Regions from separate parts of the Mus musculus genome. Here all the other regions are linked to region 3. A link is a contact called in public promoter capture Hi-C data. All regions are on one chromosome and are shown on one strand. The core of a region is the stretch at or near the end of the contact, and the rest is flanking DNA. Distances in the headings are between cores, read along the strand shown.

The links. Promoter capture Hi-C pulls out the DNA fragments that hold promoters and counts their contacts.
Region 1: a contact with region 3 is called in a promoter capture Hi-C map of embryonic stem cells. The contact joins the promoter of Exoc3l2 here to the promoter of Cadm4 in region 3. A contact is called at or near these places in 3 of 39 promoter capture datasets (cranial neural crest, embryonic stem cells and frontonasal cranial neural crest).
Region 2: a promoter capture Hi-C map of second pharyngeal arch cranial neural crest shows a contact between it and region 3. The contact joins the promoter of 9330104G04Rik here to the promoter of Cadm4 in region 3. A contact is called at or near these places in 3 of 39 promoter capture datasets (cranial neural crest, embryonic stem cells and second pharyngeal arch cranial neural crest).

The regions. Positions count from the first base shown.
Region 1 is chr7:19,461,952-19,465,044 of GRCm38.p6, reverse strand. Exoc3l2 (exocyst complex component 3-like 2) reads right to left here and starts at 1,758. Exons shown (of 12, transcript NM_001370800.1): 1 at 1,692-1,758.
Region 2 is chr7:16,873,476-16,876,340 of GRCm38.p6, reverse strand. It overlaps 9330104G04Rik (RIKEN cDNA 9330104G04 gene), which reads left to right and starts at 1,455. Exons shown (of 2, transcript NR_152128.1): 1 at 1,455-2,129. Dact3 (dishevelled-binding antagonist of beta-catenin 3) reads right to left here and starts at 1,024. Exons shown (of 4, transcript NM_001081655.1): 1 at 668-1,024. The coding sequence starts at 916.
Region 3 is chr7:24,480,702-24,483,454 of GRCm38.p6, reverse strand. It overlaps Cadm4 (cell adhesion molecule 4), which reads right to left and starts at 1,432. Exons shown (of 9, transcript NM_153112.3): 1 at 1,293-1,432. The coding sequence starts at 1,356.

The sequences.
Region 1 (3,093 bases), core at 509-3,008, 5.0 Mb after region 3:
CCTCCCCCCCCTTCCCTTTCCTGGCTCCGACACCTCCCTCTGCAACCTGGCTCCGACATCCTGCCCTCTCCAACGCCCTCCACTGCCTCCCGGTGCCCAGGCCCCTGACTCACTTCCGAGCCTAGAGCAAGCCCCCAGCCTCCCGCTTCTGCAGGATGTCTAGGCCACCAGCGTTTCCCTCTCCAGGCCCCTCCTCCTCTTCCTCGCTGCCAGCCTTTCCCCAAACCCTCCTCCTCAGAATTCCTGACACCCCCAAGCCCCCAGCATGGAGCCGGGTGTGGTGGCGCAGCCTCCTGTAATCCCAGTCCCCGGAGGCTGGGGCCGGAGGACCACATGCTTTTGAGATTTTTGAGGCCCAGGTTTCAAGTGAGACCCCGTATACAGACAATCTCTAAATGCGAAGATTATGCCTTTAATCCTGGCAACTCCGGAGGTCAACCTGAGTCACGTGAGATCAAAACATCAAAAGCCAAGGCAGGGGACGAGGCTCAGTTGGTAGAGTACTTGTCTGGCTTGCAAGAAACCCTGGCTTCCCACCCCAGCAGCCATGCAGGGCTGCAATCCACACACTGGGGAGAGGGAGGGCAGGACCAGAGCGTCAGTATAGTCTTTGGGTATATAGAAATTTGACACCAGACTGAGCAACGTGAGACTCTGTGGGAATTTTGTTTTCTTAGTTTTTCTAGACAGAGTTTCTCTTGTAACCTTCAGTGTTCTGGAACTCACTCTGTAGACCAGGCTAGCCCTGAACTCACAGATCCACTCACCTCTGCCTCTTGAGAGCTGGGATTAAAGTGTGCACCACCACTGCCTAGCTGAAAAATTATTAAAAAAAAAAAAAGTCCTAAGGTCCATGTTCGAAAACTGATCCTTTTAGGTTACACATCCTTGAGCCTGACTCTGACATCAGCATCACCAGCCGGGGCAGCCTTCATATCCTATCCTAGCCTCTCTTGATCACTCTCTCTCTCTCTCTTTATTTTAATTAATTAATTAATTTTGTATGTGGGCACACAAGCCATGGTCGGTATGTGGGGTTCAGATGTGAACTTGCAATCGTCGGTCCTCTCTGCCTTGTGGGTCACAGTGACTGGATCCAGCTCTTCAGGGCAGCAAGCATCTACCTGCTGAGCCATCTTGATAGCCCTTCCTTTCTATTTAATTAATTAATTAATTAGTTAATTAATTAATTAATGGAGACAGAGTCTCAATCCCTAATCCAAGCTTGTTCAAACCGGCCAGCCTCCTGCCTCAGCCTCCGCTCCTTAGTGCTGGCCCTGCAGGTGTGAGGAGCCTGTGTGTGTGTGTGTGTGTGTGTGTGTGTGTGTGTGTGTGTGTGTGTGTGTGTGGCTTTCTGGTAGCTGCAACCCTCCTCACTGGAGGCAGCCAGGCACTGGCTGCCCACCCCACGGGGGTGTCCCCATCCAGTGTCAGAGTGTCAGAGTGCATTAGACCTAACATCCCCATCTCCCTCAGCCAGGAGTGGACCCCATCTCTACAAGTCCTTCCTACCTCTCTGGATCCCAGAGCCCCAGTCCCTGCCGCCGCCGCTTCACCGCAGCACTCACCAAACCCAGCCTTCAGCCTGCATCTGCTCACCCAGCCCTCCTGCCTCCAGAGTTCTGGGTTCTGATGAGGTGTCCCATCTTTGGAAGAAGTTGGGGGCATGCTTTCTTCACCCCGACACTCACCTTCTGTCTGTGCCTGTCCTTCTGTCCCCTCTTGCTGTCCAGTCCCCAGACTACTTGGGCCAGGACTGCTGAGAGCTTGGATCTAGGGGGGGGGGGGTTGGAGGAGGACAATTTCCTGTCAGGAAGCCCCTCCCTCTCTGGGGCCAGGGGCTGGAAGGCCCCATTATCTGTCTGCCCTTCTAGGCCAGGCTGTGGTTGGGCCCTGCTGTGACAAGGGCCACAGACCCCTCTCCCCGCCCTTACCCCCCCTCCCAGCTTTGCCGGAATCCGCCCGCCCTCCTGCCTGCTTTTCACGCCTCCCAAGGTAACAACATCATCCTGTGTGCCCAGGGGAGACACCCTGAGCTGGACAGGGGCCCACAGCTGAGCTCTGGAGTAATGGAGGTGTGGATAGGGTCTCAAGGGAGCATGTGTTCCTCTTGTATCCTCTGCTGGGGGACAGGATTCAAAGGAAACTCCACTGGTCCCAGAGGCTGGATTGAGGACCCAGTGGGGTAGCCCTGTCATGGCTTTTAAAATGTAGCTCTCGGCCAGTGGGGCGGTGGTGGCTCATGCCTTTAATCCCAGCACTGGGGAAGCTGAGGTAGGTGGCATCTCTGAGGCCAGCCTGGTCTACAGAATGAATTCCAGAACAGCCAGTGACTCATAGCAAGATTCTATCACTCCTCTGCCTCTGTCCCCCACTGTGGGCCAGTCTCCCAGGGACCTAGCTGTATTGTATCATAACCACAGAGCACCTTCCATCAGATGATAGACTCAACTGCACGTGCATGCTCTCCTTTTTTCTCCTTTTGAGACGGGGCCTCATTATGTAGCCCAGGCTGGCCTAGAACTCACAAAGATCCTGCCTCCCAAGTGCTGGGATTGAAGGCTTAGGCCACCTTGCCTGACTCTTCTTTGCATGTATGTGTTGGGGGTGCCGGGGAATTGAACTCAGGGCCCTGTGCACGATGGTCATGTGCTCTGCCATGATACTACTTCCCAGTCAATCCTTTACAGATTCCCCAACCCGCCCACTCCAATGAAGGTGCAGCAGATCTGACTTTTTTTTAAGTGTATTATTTATTTATTTATGTTTGTGAGTGACTACAAGTATTGCGTGCATGCAGTGCCCAAGCCCACTAGAAGGAGACAGATCCCCTGGAACTGGAGTTGGGTGGTTGTCCACTGCCCCGTGGTTGCTGAGAATTGAACCCTGGTCCACTGCAGAAGCAGCCAGTGCTCCTAACCACTGCTCAGTTCCGTTCTCCAGCTTCACATTCATACTTTTATGCCTTTCGGTTTAATGGATCTTTATGCACTCCCAGGGTTGCAGCAGAAAGTGCTAACATCCGATTCCAGAACATCTCGGTCTCCTTGAAGCGAACTCATGGGCTACAGCAGTGTCCCCCCACCCCCACCC
Region 2 (2,865 bases), core at 206-2,705, 7.6 Mb after region 3:
TCCCCTCACTCCCTAGCTATCTTCACCTGGCCTCCCCGTGTTACTGAGCCATGGGACCAAGTAGAAGAAAGAAGTGTCATTGGGTTGATCAAAATGCCCCCGGGGGTCCTCAGGGACTGTTCGGGGGTTTCTCAGCAGCCGGTCTCTCTCTCCAGAGGCCTGAAGATTCCCCTTCCCCCACCCCGCCCCCTCCAGGGATCTCCAAGCACCCCGAGACTTAAGGAAAGATGAAGATGGATTCCGGGTAGCGGGGCCCAGAGGGAGGTTATGTTTGAATGCCGGCTGTGTGACCTTGGGTGAGTCTCTTCCTGTCTCTAAGCCTCAGTTTTTTTCTCTGTAAAATGGGGACTTTCAAACCCTCATGAAATAGGAAATCTGTAAGAAGACGAATGTTTGGTTTAACACACACTAGGCATCCAGGACGGTTAACAGGGTCCATGCTGAGTCCAACGGAGGCCGTGCATCCTCCCTATCAGCTCTATTTGGGGGTAGGAAAAGCCAGGTCTCCAGTCTTATCTCTTTCCCCCTGCCTGCTCCCCTACCCTAGGACCGGTGTGCTGAGCATACACTACCAAGACAGACAGACGGACACAGGAGCAGGGAGGTGGGGGAACGAATGGGGGAGGGAGGAATGCATGGATGGACGCACGGACAGGCGACCCCTCACCAGCTGCTCCTCCAGGGCTGCTGCGGCCCTGCGCGCCGCTGCCGCATCCTCGTCCTCCTCGGCGTCCTCCTCGTCCTCAGCCTCGGCGCCCCCCATCCCGGGCTGGGCCAGCCGCAGCGCCTGCTGCACGCGGTACTCCTGCCTCTCTCGGAGCCAATGCAACTCGCAGAGCCCGGCCAGGCTGCCTTCCAACCATCCCCGCAGCCGACCCCGCTCCGGGCTCACCGGGAACGAGAAGGCCCGGATCATGGCTGCGGCCCCCCGCCCCAGCCCGGCCGGGCCCCACGGCCGCCCCTCTCGCCGGTCCCACCTCCCCGCCCCAGCAGCCCGCCCGCCCGCTGGCCGGGCTGTCACCGTCTCATCTGCATAGGCGCCCGCCCATTGGGCCGCCCACCCGCGCCTCATCTACATGACCACGCCCCTGAAGGCACGACAACGACCTACTATTGGTTGTTGCCTTCCGTGACGCAGGGCTCCGCCCCGCCCCATTTTTCCTTAACAACGCATGCCCAGGACTACCTACGGGGGTATCAGACTCGCCACGCCCCTTTGTGCGGCGATCCTGGGGCTGTGGCCACGCCTTCTTTATAATCACAATGAAGCAAGCCCGCCCTTGCTCCAATTTCATTGGTGCCAGTCGCTTGGTTCTGGAGCTGGTTCCGCCCCCTTGCGGGCGAGCGCTGGCTGCCATTGGGCTCTCCAGGTCCAGGGAAGGGTGGTCTATAAATAGAGACTGGATCCACGTGACAGCTCCGCAGCTGCTCTTGCCGCCCCTCCCAAACTTTCAGCTTCTGAGTCTGCGCAGAAGGATCATCAGTGATGATTGAATCCGGATCACGCCTCCTCTTCCAGGCAGCTTTCCCAGACCCTCAGAAGTAAAGCGGATTGAACATCTTACGGTTTGATTATGCTTTTAAGCAGGACCTGTTCAAACCGGCTCTGTAATTCCATCATAGGGGAGGCTGAACCAGGAGGAGAATTGAGAGTTCAAGGCCAGCCTAAACTACATAGTGAATTTCAAGCTAGTTTGGATTACACAGCGAGTTTCTGTCTCATCAAAACAGCACATTTACGGAATTACAAGACCCTGGGTGAAATATTCTATGCTTTGACCAGAAGAGAATCTGAGGTCTTTTTTGTCTTCCAGGTGCGGTGGAGCTGAGTTCCACCAGTCTGAGCTCGCAGGGGCCTTTGTTCACGGTTCTAAGAGGCTTTGTTCTCAGTCTTCTGAGATGCTCTGTTCTCAACGTTCTGAAGTTCTAAATCTGAGCCTGCCTGCTTTCGAAGGCTGCATTCTGCCTCTTCTCACTGGGCAAGCCGGGCTAGCGCCCCCTCACGCGGCCAGCATGTGTCACTACACCCGGTGTGTCGGCAACGTTTGTGAAATAGCCCATTTCTCAGACGGACCTTTGACTCCTTAAAAGCTCAGATCTGGAAGGGAGGATGGGGCCGTAGAATCGCGGTGAGTTCGAGGCCAATCTGGGCTAACTATGACAGCCTGTCATTGAAAGAAAAATATAGTGTGAAACTGTCTTTTATAATGTTTTATGATCATCTGGCAATAACCAACTTTGATGTGGTGAGTCTATGCCACTTTAAGGCAGAGTAACACTAGGAAACGTATTTGGTCTCTCTGTGCTCTTCATCTACATCTAAAAAAAAGTTATTCTGAACGTTTAACAGCATAATTATGTTTTGTTTTGCTTTTTGAGGGTTTCACTAAGTAACCCTGGCTGAACTGTAACTATGTAGACCAGACTGGCTTGTTACTTTCAGACCACCTCTGGGTTGTATCTGACTCCCCCTACTCCAGTGCTCGTATTAAAGGAGTGGGTCACCACGTATAACCCTGTTATTTTTTATTATTTTTTTTTTGGAGTAACAGCTTCTACCACTCATAAAGAACTGAGTCTTGGGCATGGTGAGTCATATCTGTAATCCCAGCACTGGAGAAATGGCTCCGTGATTTAAGAGTGCTGTTGCTCTTCCAGAAGACCTGGGTTCGGTTTCTGGCACACAGAGAGAAAAAGAGGCTCACAGTCCTCTTTAACTCCAGCATCAGAGGATCCACTGTCCTCTTCTGGTCTCCTCAGGCAACTGCACTCTGTGCGTGAGTGCACACATACACCACACACTGAAATATTTAGTCTTGCTGGGCAGTGGTGGCGCACACCTTTACTCTCACAGCACTTGGGAGG
Region 3 (2,753 bases), core at 183-2,682:
GGAAAGAGGGCTGGGCCACCTGGTCCCAATTCTCAACTCCCTATAGGAGACCTCAGCCCTGCCTTTGCTCACCAGCAGCCTCCCCATGATGGATTCCTGGGCAAAGTAACTTGACCCACCGCAGGGGAGTGTCCCATGGTGGATATAAGAAACACAGGGTTCTAAGTGTGAGCATTCAGGTGACATTTCCTGACCTTGTCCCCAGCCTCAGGGTCACCGTGTCTTGGGTGGGGGCTGGGGGGTCCTCCAGATTCCCATAGTGAGTGAGAAAGACATGTGGATGTCCTGGAGGGGGCTCTTCTGTGAAGTGTGGCTTGGATGTGTGAACGGGTGGGAGGGTTTGGGGGAGACATTTGTGGAATCCACGTGTGTGCTCACATGCCAATGTTCCCTATATGCCACTTCACACATCTATACTGTCACTGCCCTGCCTGACACCACTCTTCTCCAGGAGCGAGGAGGGATACAGAGATGGGAAAAGGAGGATGGAGGATGCATGGAGAGAGGAAGCAGATTTGGGGGAGAGGGAGACAGTGGGGTAGAGAGGAGAAAGGAGGCAGCTAGGCAACAGAGGCTGCTAGAGAAATGGGAGAATGATAGGGGACAGAGAAGGGAAGAGATACAGGATGTCAAGGAGACGGGGAGAGAGATGGTGAATGGGGACATAGAGGGACGACAGCAGCACAGGAGGCGGCAGAGTGAATAGAGGATGGGGGGCAGGCAGAGTGACCCAGGAAAAAGGGACAGAGGTGGGGGACAAAGGCGGCGTGGAGAAACGGGAAGGGGGAAACAAGGAGAAAGGAGGACAGAGGGAAGGAAGGACAGGACTTGAAGACTGAGGGACAGAGGACAAGGGCTGGGGGAAAATGAGAGAGAGAGAGAGAGAGAGAGAGAGAGAGAGAGATCTAAAGACTAGGACCGAAGGACAGTGGGACCGGCCTGGAGAAGGAGGGCTTGGGGACATAGGGGGAGGGAGGGTCTCGGGCCCTTTGTCCCCGCGGGATCGGGGCCTGTGCGGGGTGGGGGGGCTGCGGCACGGCGGCCGGGGCCCGCGTCCCCCCTCCCCTGCCCGCGGCTCTGGGCTCCTGGCCCGCGCTGCGCTTTGTCCCGGGGACGAGGGTCTCCCGCAGCCCCCCCCCCCCACGCAGCGCATTGTTCCGGCCTCTGCAGGCCCCCAGGCGACCCAGCTGTCACAGCGACGAGACCCCCTCCCCAACCCGACCGCAATACGCACACCTCCCTCGTCACCCCGATCCAGCCCACCGACCCGGCCCCCACCTCCGTCACCCTACCTGGCCCCGCCGCGGCCGCCCACAGCAGCAGCAGCGGCCACTGGAAGCGCCGGGCCCGGCCCATGGTGCCGCCGCCGCCGCCGCCACCGCCGCCGCCACCGCCGCCGCCGCTCGCTCCCGGCCCGGCACCTGCACCTCCCGCGCCGTCGACCCCGCCCCCGAGTCCAGTCCCGCCCTCTGCTCCGCCCACTGCGCGCCTTGGTGGGCGTGGCGTCAGCTAAGGGGCGGGGACCGGACGGGGACAGAGGGGCCCAGACAATGCGGGGAGAGGGAGGACGGGAGCGCGGAAGGGCGCGCACGGGGGTGGGAGAGCAGGACAGCATGCGGACCCGGGCGCGAGGGCAGGGCGTGAGCGTGACGGCGTCGTGGGAGCCAGTGGGGGAGGACTTGGGAGAGCGGAAGGTCGTGAGGGTCGTGTGAAGGTGCAAAGGTGTGCGTGCGTGTGCGCGCAGGCGTAGCCTGGACTAGCGGAGCTCCCTAGAGGACGCTGCACGGGAGACACGGGGAAGATGCGCAGGAGATGCACCGGAGTGTGCGCGGAAGATGCACGAGAGATGCGTGGGAGAGGCGCGGGAGATGCACGGGGGAATGTATAGAAGACACACGGGAGATGCGGGGAAGATGCACGGGGGTTGTGCAGAAGCTGCTTGGGAAACCCATAGGGGGTGCGTGGGAGATGCTTGGGAGATGCGCGAGAGGGCGATGCTCGGAAGCGCGCGAAGGTGCGGGGTGCTGGCGTGTGCTGTGAGTGTGAGCTTTGGGGGAGAGGAGTGTGATGATGCCACAGTGAATGTGGGCAGGGAAAGACTGAGAGGCTGGGCAGCAGCGGGTGGCTGAGCAGGTATGGACTTCTTTGGGCAGGGCATAGAATAGTGTCCGCTCCCTCCCTCTAGTCCTGACCATGACTCGCCAAGTTTCAGTCTTCTTTCCCTGGGAGGGGCCTCCAGAAAGCTAACCAGACTGGAAGGAAGTCTTAACCCTAGGCCCTGGGGAGAGCGAAGCCCCTGCCTGGGGCAATCTTCCAGGTATGGCATCCAGACGCTGTACTCTTTCCCACACTGTCCAGTCAAGTCTGTCTGTGTGACTCTGCCTTTCAGGTTCTGTTCCTCATCCTGGGGGGCTGACTCATCCCTCCAAACTTTGCTCTCTTTTTTCTTCTTGGGTGTGGGTTCCCCTGAACCCACCCCTGTGGCCACCTGAAGGCCTGGAGCAGGCTTATGACTCATAGGACCAAGAAGAGGAAGAAAGTGAGGTGCTGGTGGCCTCTGCCTCTCACAGGACTCAGGGACAGCAGGTAAACTGGGTCAACATATGCCCATTCTGAAAAGCTCGGCTTTTTATTTTCTCTCCATCACTTCTAAACTGTTGTATATCCAGGTCAACCAAGGGTCATCATCACATGACACACTTCCTGTCCAGTGCCTAGCTCCCAGCATCCTCTCTGTCTTTAGTCCCAAATTC